Linked DNA regions of Danio rerio: region 2 is linked to region 1. Evidence: chromatin contacts called from public Micro-C data. All regions are on one chromosome and are shown on one strand. Each heading gives the region's core, a stretch centred on a gene start, on an enhancer-like site or on the middle of the called end of the contact. The rest is flanking DNA. Distances are from core to core; before and after follow the strand shown.

Region 1 (4,469 bases), core at 1,438-3,937:
ATGTCATTTAGATCTCCCCACATCCTGATGTAATGCATGCTCGCGTTTGTAAGTGACCTCTACTTGTCACCGCTGAGGTGGAGCGTGCCGGTCACGGGACTTTATCCTTGTACCCTTGATGCAAGTGGTAGTTGCGTAAGATCCCTCCACCTCCCCCTGTTCGACCCGAGTCAGTTCTGTAGGAAAGGCTGCAATGTTCAAATATCAGCTGATGAGGAAAGTGGGCGGGGACTGGAATGCAGAGATTTCACACCCCCCCTTACCCCACCCATTGTGGAAAGCCACTTGCCAAATTCCGTTGTATTCACTCTGCTGTGTAATGTTGGGACGTTTTTTGCAAGGTAATAATAATTAACATTTTTTAAAATTCAATTGCAGAAGATGAAGAAGAAGAGGATGAGGAGGAGGAAGAAGAAGAGGAGGAGGAAGAAGAGGAGGAAGAGGAGGAAGAAATTGATGTGGTGACTGTGGAAAAGCGACAGAAAAGGCACGAGACGGATGCTTCAGAGTCGAGGTACCCCAGTCCCCTAGTTTTGAAGCGCTGTCACGTCTCCACCCACCAGCACAACTACGCCGCCCATCCGTCAACGCGGCATGACCAGCCTGCTGTCAAGAGGCTACGACTTGAGGCTAGCAACAATCACAGCATCAACAGCAGCAGCAGCAGCAACAGGCATGTGAAGCAGCGCAAGTGTGCGAGTCCTCGGACATCGGATTCTGAGGACAATGACAAACGCAGGACTCACAATGTGCTGGAGCGACAGCGCAGGAATGAACTCAAACTCAGCTTTTTCGCGCTACGGGATGAGATCCCTGAGGTCGCGAATAACGAGAAAGCTGCTAAAGTGGTTATCCTAAAGAAGGCGACAGAGTGCATCCACAGCATGCAGTTGGACGAGCAGAGGCTGCTGTCCATCAAAGAACAGCTGAGGCGAAAGAGCGAACAGTTAAAACACAGGCTTCAGCAGCTGCGGAGTTCACATTAATGAATCTGTGTCACAAGCGAAAAGACTTTCCAAGAACTCCCACCCCCTGCTTTTTTATGCAAGACTGTTGCTGTGTATAGTTTGAACGTTGCATGTCAAATGCATTTTTTTTTTTCCTTTTGAATATTGTCAACTTTTTTCATGTTTGAAACTGCCAGTTTGGTTGGAAACTACAAGTTTGTTCAAGTAATTTGTATTTAAGGGATTTATTTTTATTAATAAAATAAGAAAAATATAGGGCTGCGCAGCCCTAGATTAAAATGTTTTTGTAAGTTTTTGTATATAACGAATTAATATTTCCTAAGAAAAATATTTTTGAACCTGTATTAGCTATGTGTTCTCATAAACCATATTCGTTTTCAATGTTTTCACTCAATCATAAAGGAATTTCTTTCTGAACTTGACTCTCTTGGTCTCATTATACACACAGATTAGACACTATTGAAATGTTTGTAGAGTGTTTATTCAGAAAAAATAGCTAAGTAATGTATAATACTGCATTTTGTTTACAACGAAAAGATGCCTGTCCAAAATGTTATGTGGGATTGCTGCATGAAATACACAGACAATACTTAAAAGCATGATTAAAGAATATAAATACTTGCATCCCTGCATCAAGATGAACTTGACCCCCCTCTGATTTGGCATTCAGAAGTCAAAAATGAAAGCTATTGAAATGTATGTTGTGGACCGTTTTGCCTGCAGGAGAAGTCCCTTTCAGGTGATTTAACGAAGCTGAGTCATTAAGATCTCTCAATCATGTCTAGAAGCAAGGCTCAGAGCATCTGCTATGGATGTGGCAAAGCTCTGTTAATGCAGTCTGAGCTGCAAACCACTCAGAAATCAGTGCAGCAGCTATGGAGACATAATTAAACAGTGTGAGAATTATAGCCTTGATTTCTTTAAACACATTTTAAAACTATATGTTGTGGTTCAGCTTAAGCAAGCTTTTCAGATCTTCTATTTATTTAATATATAAATTAATAAGCAGTACAAGCGTTAAATGTTTATTACATGTACGCAAGCTATTTCAGTTCCTGATTGACAAATTTAGCCTTCTGCAAAAAGTAATATATTACAATCTGTTGTCACTTAAAAAATAAATAAAAACTAAATAAAATAAATAAAATATTTTATTTAACTAAAATAAATAAAACTTAACTAAATATTTTAATGACTTTTTAAGGCCTAATGTGAATATAAATGTGCTATGTTGTTTTATGGTAATATTTTTTTTCTTTTTTTTAAAGAGATAAGGTTGACCTAAAATTGTAATATATTACTTTTTTTCCCCAACACTGGCAAAATGTAAACACAAGAAATAACCACTGCTACTGTGCTTACTACTAAAGCTAACCACAACCATTATTTTAATGAAGTGGTCAGACGCCACCATCTATATTGTCCCATAATTCTCACCATGTGTGGACACATGGTGATTGAAATGATTATAGTGTTTTCATATCCATAAAAATATAAATATCATGTATCAATATGAGAAGCTAATCAATGAGCATGATTGTCGCAGCAAGGCTCCTGCTTTGTCCCTTCTTTAAACGCTCAGTGTTTGTCTCCTGCATGACGATACTTCCACACTGACTACACAAAGCTGTGATTTTTCCCCGACTCCGCTGTATTGGGTCTGCGTGACGTCATCGACTGTATGACTGTACGCAGCGCGTGCCGCGGAGCGCGTGCTCTGAGCACATGGAAGAGGGCTCGAGACGAAGTATCCAAAGAATAACTCCACACCTGAAAGGGAATATCTGCAGAAACCGAATCAATTCTGGAACAAAAGAGGGTAGGTGCTGTATTCTTTTCCAATACTGTGCGTTATAATTTTGTTTTAGAGCCTCACGTGTTCATGCTGCACAAACTGATGCTTTGACAATAGACATATGTGCTTGTTATTATATGTATTCAGACGTTAGCCGTTTCATAATGTTTATTCACATTATTTCCAGTTTTCATAATGTTTTATGTATCTATTATTACTGCCTATCTAAGATTTGATTGTGTCATTGTAACACTTATAGACTATTATCTTTTATGTTCTTTGTTTTATGCTGTTATGTGTACCAAACCAATATAAGAGAATGTATGAACACCTCAGATCACACATATACTTAATAATGTTTAATATATGACAAAAAAAGCAAAATCAAACGGTTCTTAAGTAAGCATTTGCAATGTGTTTGCTTTGATTGAGCTCCTTTTGTCTATCAGATAAGTATTGCAGCCACATTGCACCACAACATCTTCACTGTTTTAAATAAAATTGTATATATATATATATATATATATATATATATATATATATATATATATATATATATATATATATAAATGATTGCTCCTGCATTAAAATATTGTTTTTGTGTCTCAGTAAGCTGCAACATATAACGGCTATTAAGTATATTAGGTGTTCTAATAAATGTTTAAAAGTATTCTGCATTAATACGTTCATATTCCATATTAATTAAGCATGATTCCTCACCAACAAGGTTATAATCGACCATACAGCATGCATTTATTGTTTCCATGCACGGAATATCCATTGCGTTCTCTTGTTTTTGATTTGATTTTAAACATGTGTGCTTTAAATGTTCATATGGACTTAAAAATACAATCATTTTTTATTTTCTGTATATTGTCAGCTGACATATGTATGCAGAAACCTTGCAAAAGTGTACAGGTGTGGTGCACAGATTTTGATGTACAGCTTCACGTTTTAGTCTGTAACAGTAAACGCCTAGTATGAAAACAGCAAGCAAGAGAAACACAATTAATTACTTTATGCTCTTAAAAATACATCACAGCAAATGTTAGCAGTGACTTGTAAGCAGAAAAGAAACTGGTTTCTCTGGCTCATCCTTCTCTAGGGTCACATGATTCCCTTTGGCAATGGCAGAATACGTCTGACTGAGGGAGGTAGACCACACACTAATACACAGTCGAGGTCTGTCCTGGCCTTGGGGTTAGTCTGAAACACAGACACAAATTGCAGTCTTAAAACCCTGTTTAACAGCATATAATAGGTGTATATAAAAGTAAATACAGGTGGCCTGAAATGATAAAGCTTGTGTTTATTATTTGCAAGCCACAAATTGAATCAATGAGTGATATTAATAAGCAAGCAGTAGATGATACACTTTGTTCTCTTAACAGACCTGCACTTGGCGCATTTAGTATATGTTGGTGCGTTATTTATACCTTCTTGTCTTATTGAACTCGCTTAAGTTTATGTAGCAGATTAAACATGACAAACATCAGTGATTGCACTTTTGCTGTTGCTCAAACTTTGAACAACATCTTAAGTGGATGTATTAAACTTTGGCACTTTGTGCTTTAGGAATGAATGATAAAGTCTCAGCCTTTTTAAGGAAACTTTAATTTTTAAGTGCCTTGTGAGTGTCACTTGATGGACCAATAGAATAGTTAAAAATAAATATATTTATTAAATTTGATTCATTCATTCATTCA
Region 2 (4,501 bases), core at 1,153-3,652, 640 kb after region 1:
TTTCCTTTTTATTTACATTTGTATCTAATATTTTTCTATAATAAATTTGGCTGTACTAGTATTTGGACTGTTATTTTGTTAGATAAACTCCAGATTTGGCTTCAGTACTGACTAATCTAATGTATTTGCACAAATATAATATTGTATAACTTCCGATCAAAAATATTAATTTAAAAGATCAATTTGTGAGGGGTGTACTTATATACGCTGGGCACTGTATAATATCTATTTACTGACGCACATTAATAAAAAAAAGAGGAGCAGTGTTTTCTGCAAAACGCCACTGTAAACTTGTATAGCACTGTATTAAGTAGCCATGTAAATAATTGTCAGATGCTAATGCAAACAGGTAGTAATAAATACAGATGCAATGCATTTCAGTATCTGTGCATCCTTGCAGCGCTGCATGAGAAAAGCAAGCAGTTCCATACCTCTTCTAACACGCTGACTGTATTCCTGCAGCTCTGCAAGCGGGTGGTGAAGCTGGATGTAGTGGGAGAGTTGTAATCCTCTGTTGTTTCCGACAGAAACTCCGACACCGATATTTGATCTGGCATCCTAAAGCGTGGGTTCGACCAGAGAATAGATAGAAATGTGCGTTCAGATGACCGATAGCATTAAAATGAGAGAGAAAAAAAACAAATGAACTTCCGAGGCCGTGGAGATGTTGAGCTAACGGTGCGTGAGATGCAGCAGCAGCACGCGCAAAACAAACTACTAGCACGCGCTAAGCGACAATGCCAACATAAAATTCAACGACCTGTTATTTTGGGGTTCGGTCGTTTAAACGGGGACAGGGATGGCACGGTGTTCAGCCTCTCGCCCCTCACTTCAGCTCAGAGTTTATCTGAGTTGTTTAGTTGCGATTCCTACAGCACGCGACGTGAAATGATGCCCACATAACGTTCCCCTCGCGTGATGTTTACGACCGAAACTCTGCTAGTGTCTTAGCAAATGATAATCCCGTGCATTGGTGCCAGTGCATGCGTTCATAGCCCGCTATTTGTCAAACGCCTGATCGCTCTCTGCGTTCAGATCGTGTGAAATGCGCAACGCGGAGTGTGACATCCGCGCGCGCGCACACACACACTCGCGCTCTCTGCTCTACATTCATCCACCCACCCTCTCTGCGCATGCCTCTACTCTCACTAAGCCCACTCATACTGCCTCCGTGGGCAGCGGTCCAGCGGTTGGCATCATCATGTATCTGCAAAATGGTATTTAAAATGTATGTTGCTAGCCTAGCTAGCCTTTTCTTCAAGAAACTGTGAAGAAATGTCACGAGTTTGGTATAAAACAGTGAATTTTATATATCGCTTATTTAAGTTTATACTATGGGCTTCAAACCCATTATAGTTTATGTAAATAATTTAGCCTGTTAAATTAGAAAAGCAACTTAAATAAAATAAATAAAAGTCGGTCAAAATGAGTTTACAAATGTAAAACTGCTTACACTAGATAGGCTGTAGTGTAGGCTACCATGACAAAATAGTCTACTCTTATTGCATTGTCAAACTATGCATTCATTTTTATCTTAATATTTATACAGTAGATACCTGACTGTATAAATGCTATATGTATTATTACTAGTCGTTAATCTGTAATAAATCATAAATTGCAGTGATGAGTTACATTATGTATGTTAGACATGCGACGAGTGCGCCTTCTAAAGGTCAAAGGGTGAAAAGCATGCTAGTTTACTTCAAGTAATTTTATAACGTCGCTTTGACAAATGGAATCTTATCACACAACTGAAGTAACTTCTTCATTATTTACTAGGTACATTTAGACATTAGGTTGTAAATTTAGCTAAAAGCAGCACTTCTTACCTGTTCCATATGGGTTCCTTAGAGGAAAAACTAAGACGAGAGGATGATGACCTCATCATGGCTGCAGCTTGAAGCTTTTTTGGGGAGATAAAAACAAAATAACATTTGAAACGCTCATTTTGTCTACGTTTTGGATTAATGTTGTCACATTTTATAATGTAAAGACACAACTGAAATACCTTCTTGACACTATCCTAACCCTAAAGGTGAAATTTAATTCTTTAAAATATTAGATATAGAAACCATTCTAGGTTTTGTCAGAATTAATATTAAAGTCATTTATATCATTCACTGCATACATTTATGTACTTTCACGAGGTGGCAATGCTTTTAATAATATGAATATGATTATATCAATAACAACATTTATACATTACTTTTTGTACAAGAAATGGTGCTAAAAAAACTGTAACCAGAATCAAAAAAACATATAGAAATAATACATGTGTCATCATATACTCACCAAGATTACTGCAACACACGCTTGTAATTACATTCCAGTTTTGTGCTTTTCATGTTAACCTCAAGTCTTGCTGTCCTCCCTTCTTAAAGGTTTACTGGGTGTTCAGATACTGTCTACTCATGGATCTCTTCCCTTCTCAGAGAGGAAGGGAGAAGCGACCATGTGTGCTGAAAAATAGCCTGTTACAATGGCTACAGGATCCAGAAACTAATGGCTCAGGAACTACGGAAATCCAGGAGACCTGGGACAGGAAATGTGAGATCTGTGTAAACATGTGCCTGCTAAAGCAAAGTACCCTCACATATTATCCTTCAGCTCAGACAGATAGTGATATACCACGCATGGCTTTGTTAAGGATGGAGAGCACAGAGTCATACTTTACTTTATGTTGAAAAACAACACAGGGTTTAGTCATTTAAAACAGTCGATTGAGGCAGTTTAATGTCATTAAAACCACATTAACTTATGCATTTGAATAATTACATTTTTATTTAGCTACACTTTACTTGTTTGGTTCTTTTATGAAAATCCAATAGATAAATAGTGTGATTCATCACCTTAACAGTACACATTTAACCCTTTTCTAAACACTTACTGACTTTTTGTCTAGTCTGTAAATATGTCATTGTCCTGCACTTTTTGTTTTGATATTCCCAGAAGGTTCCTATTTTGTTTAAGGAGAAATACGGTGGCTTCCAGTCACACAGGATTATTTATAGTCAAGGTGGTTGTATTGTCATCATCTAAAAAGGAACTGCAAAGACTAAGGGGTTTCTGTAACCTGGAATTTTCCAACTGTTTTATCTGGAAGTACTACAATTAATAGCAAATATTTTGTCTTTGCTGACTCAGATGGCATTGGAGGGGGTGTGGGAAACTTGGGATCATAGGAGGTTGTCCCTGGATATTTTCTCTGGGCTTGATACTTCTTTTTTTATTTATTTTTTGTTTTTTTGCAAATCTACTGTTCTCAAATCAACACGCAATTTTAGTTTTATTTTTTATATAATTTCATCTGTACCCTTTAAAAAACATGGTTCGTTGCATAGTTTTGTTTAGCAACATATTGTCTTAAATAATTTTTTATAATGTCTTACATTTATATAGCGCTTTACACATTTTTTTGGGGGGGGGGGGGGGTGTTGGAGGAATCTCCTCAGTGTGAGCATCCACCTGGATCACACAAAGGCAGCCATATTTCGCCAGAACACACAACACTCCAGCTGATTGGTGGAGAGGAAATAGAGTGATGAAGCCAGCTGTGATATGGGGATGGTTAGGAGGCCATGATGGACAGAACCCAGTCTGCAAATTTGGCCAGGATGCCAGGGTTAAACCACTACTTTTTTTGAAGGACATCCTGGGATTTTTAATGACCACAGAGAGTCAGGACCTCGGTTTAATGTCTCATCCAAAAGATGGCACTCACTGAGCAGTATAGAGTCCCCATCAATATACTGGGGCGTTAGGACCAACACAGACTGCAGGTTGAGCGCCCCCTGCTGGTCTCAAACACACCACTACAGGAAGCAAGCCAGGTCTCTCATCCATGTTTGACCATGTAAGAGTTGCAGAGAAGTTCTCTATTTATGCTGAAATATTTATTGAGGTCATTTAGAGTTCATTATTTCCCGCTATTTTTTATTCATTCATTTTTCCTTCGGCTTAGTCCCTTTATTCATCAAGGGTCGCCACAGCAGAATGAACCGTCAACTTATCCAGCATATGTTTTACACAGTAGATGCATTTCCAGCTGCAACCCAGTCATGGGAAACATCCATACACACTCATTCATACACACTATAGCCAATTTTCCCGCCTTTTTGTTTTCCAAATCTGTGACTGACAAAGCACCTGCAGCTCATTACTGATTTTCTAGAACTCAACCATCAGAAACACAGACTGTCAGCACTCTTTCAACAAGTAAATGCAATATTTCTTAAATGATATATACATTTTAACCTTTTAAAGTGTATCAGGTTTCTTAACAATCTTCTTTTTACTGTTTTTAGTGTGAACAGCTCTGTTCAGTTGAGCCTCCCTCTATTTTTTTATATTGTAGTCACAGAAGGAGGACGTGGACAAGGACTGAGTAAGTAAACAGTTTATTGTAGCAGATGTAGTAAACGGATTAAATGTCAATAGGTAAAGTCTATTGTCTTTCAGAAGGAGAGTCGTGATGGAGTGTACTGGCAACTGATGGCGGCGA

What was found. Hi-C and Micro-C count contacts between places; a contact is called where the count stands out from the background.
Region 2: a Micro-C map of caudal fin shows a contact between it and region 1, with 5 times the contacts expected there. The contact joins the promoter of asap1b here to the promoter of si:ch211-69l10.2 in region 1. A contact is called at or near these places in 1 of 18 Hi-C or Micro-C datasets (caudal fin) and 1 of 4 datasets of contacts at active chromatin or transcription factors (embryo).

What each region holds. Positions count from the first base shown.
Region 1 is chr24:10,771,062-10,775,530 of GRCz12tu, forward strand. si:ch211-69l10.2 (a long non-coding RNA gene) reads left to right here and starts at 2,688. Exons shown (of 3, transcript XR_223045.6): 1 at 2,688-2,787. myca (MYC proto-oncogene, bHLH transcription factor a) reads left to right here. Exons shown (of 3, transcript NM_131412.1): 3 at 379-1,385. The coding sequence ends at 986.
Region 2 is chr24:11,406,742-11,411,242 of GRCz12tu, forward strand. asap1b (ArfGAP with SH3 domain, ankyrin repeat and PH domain 1b) reads right to left here and starts at 2,403. Exons shown (of 30, transcript XR_012399724.1): 1 at 2,293-2,403; 2 at 1,830-1,903; 3 at 432-558.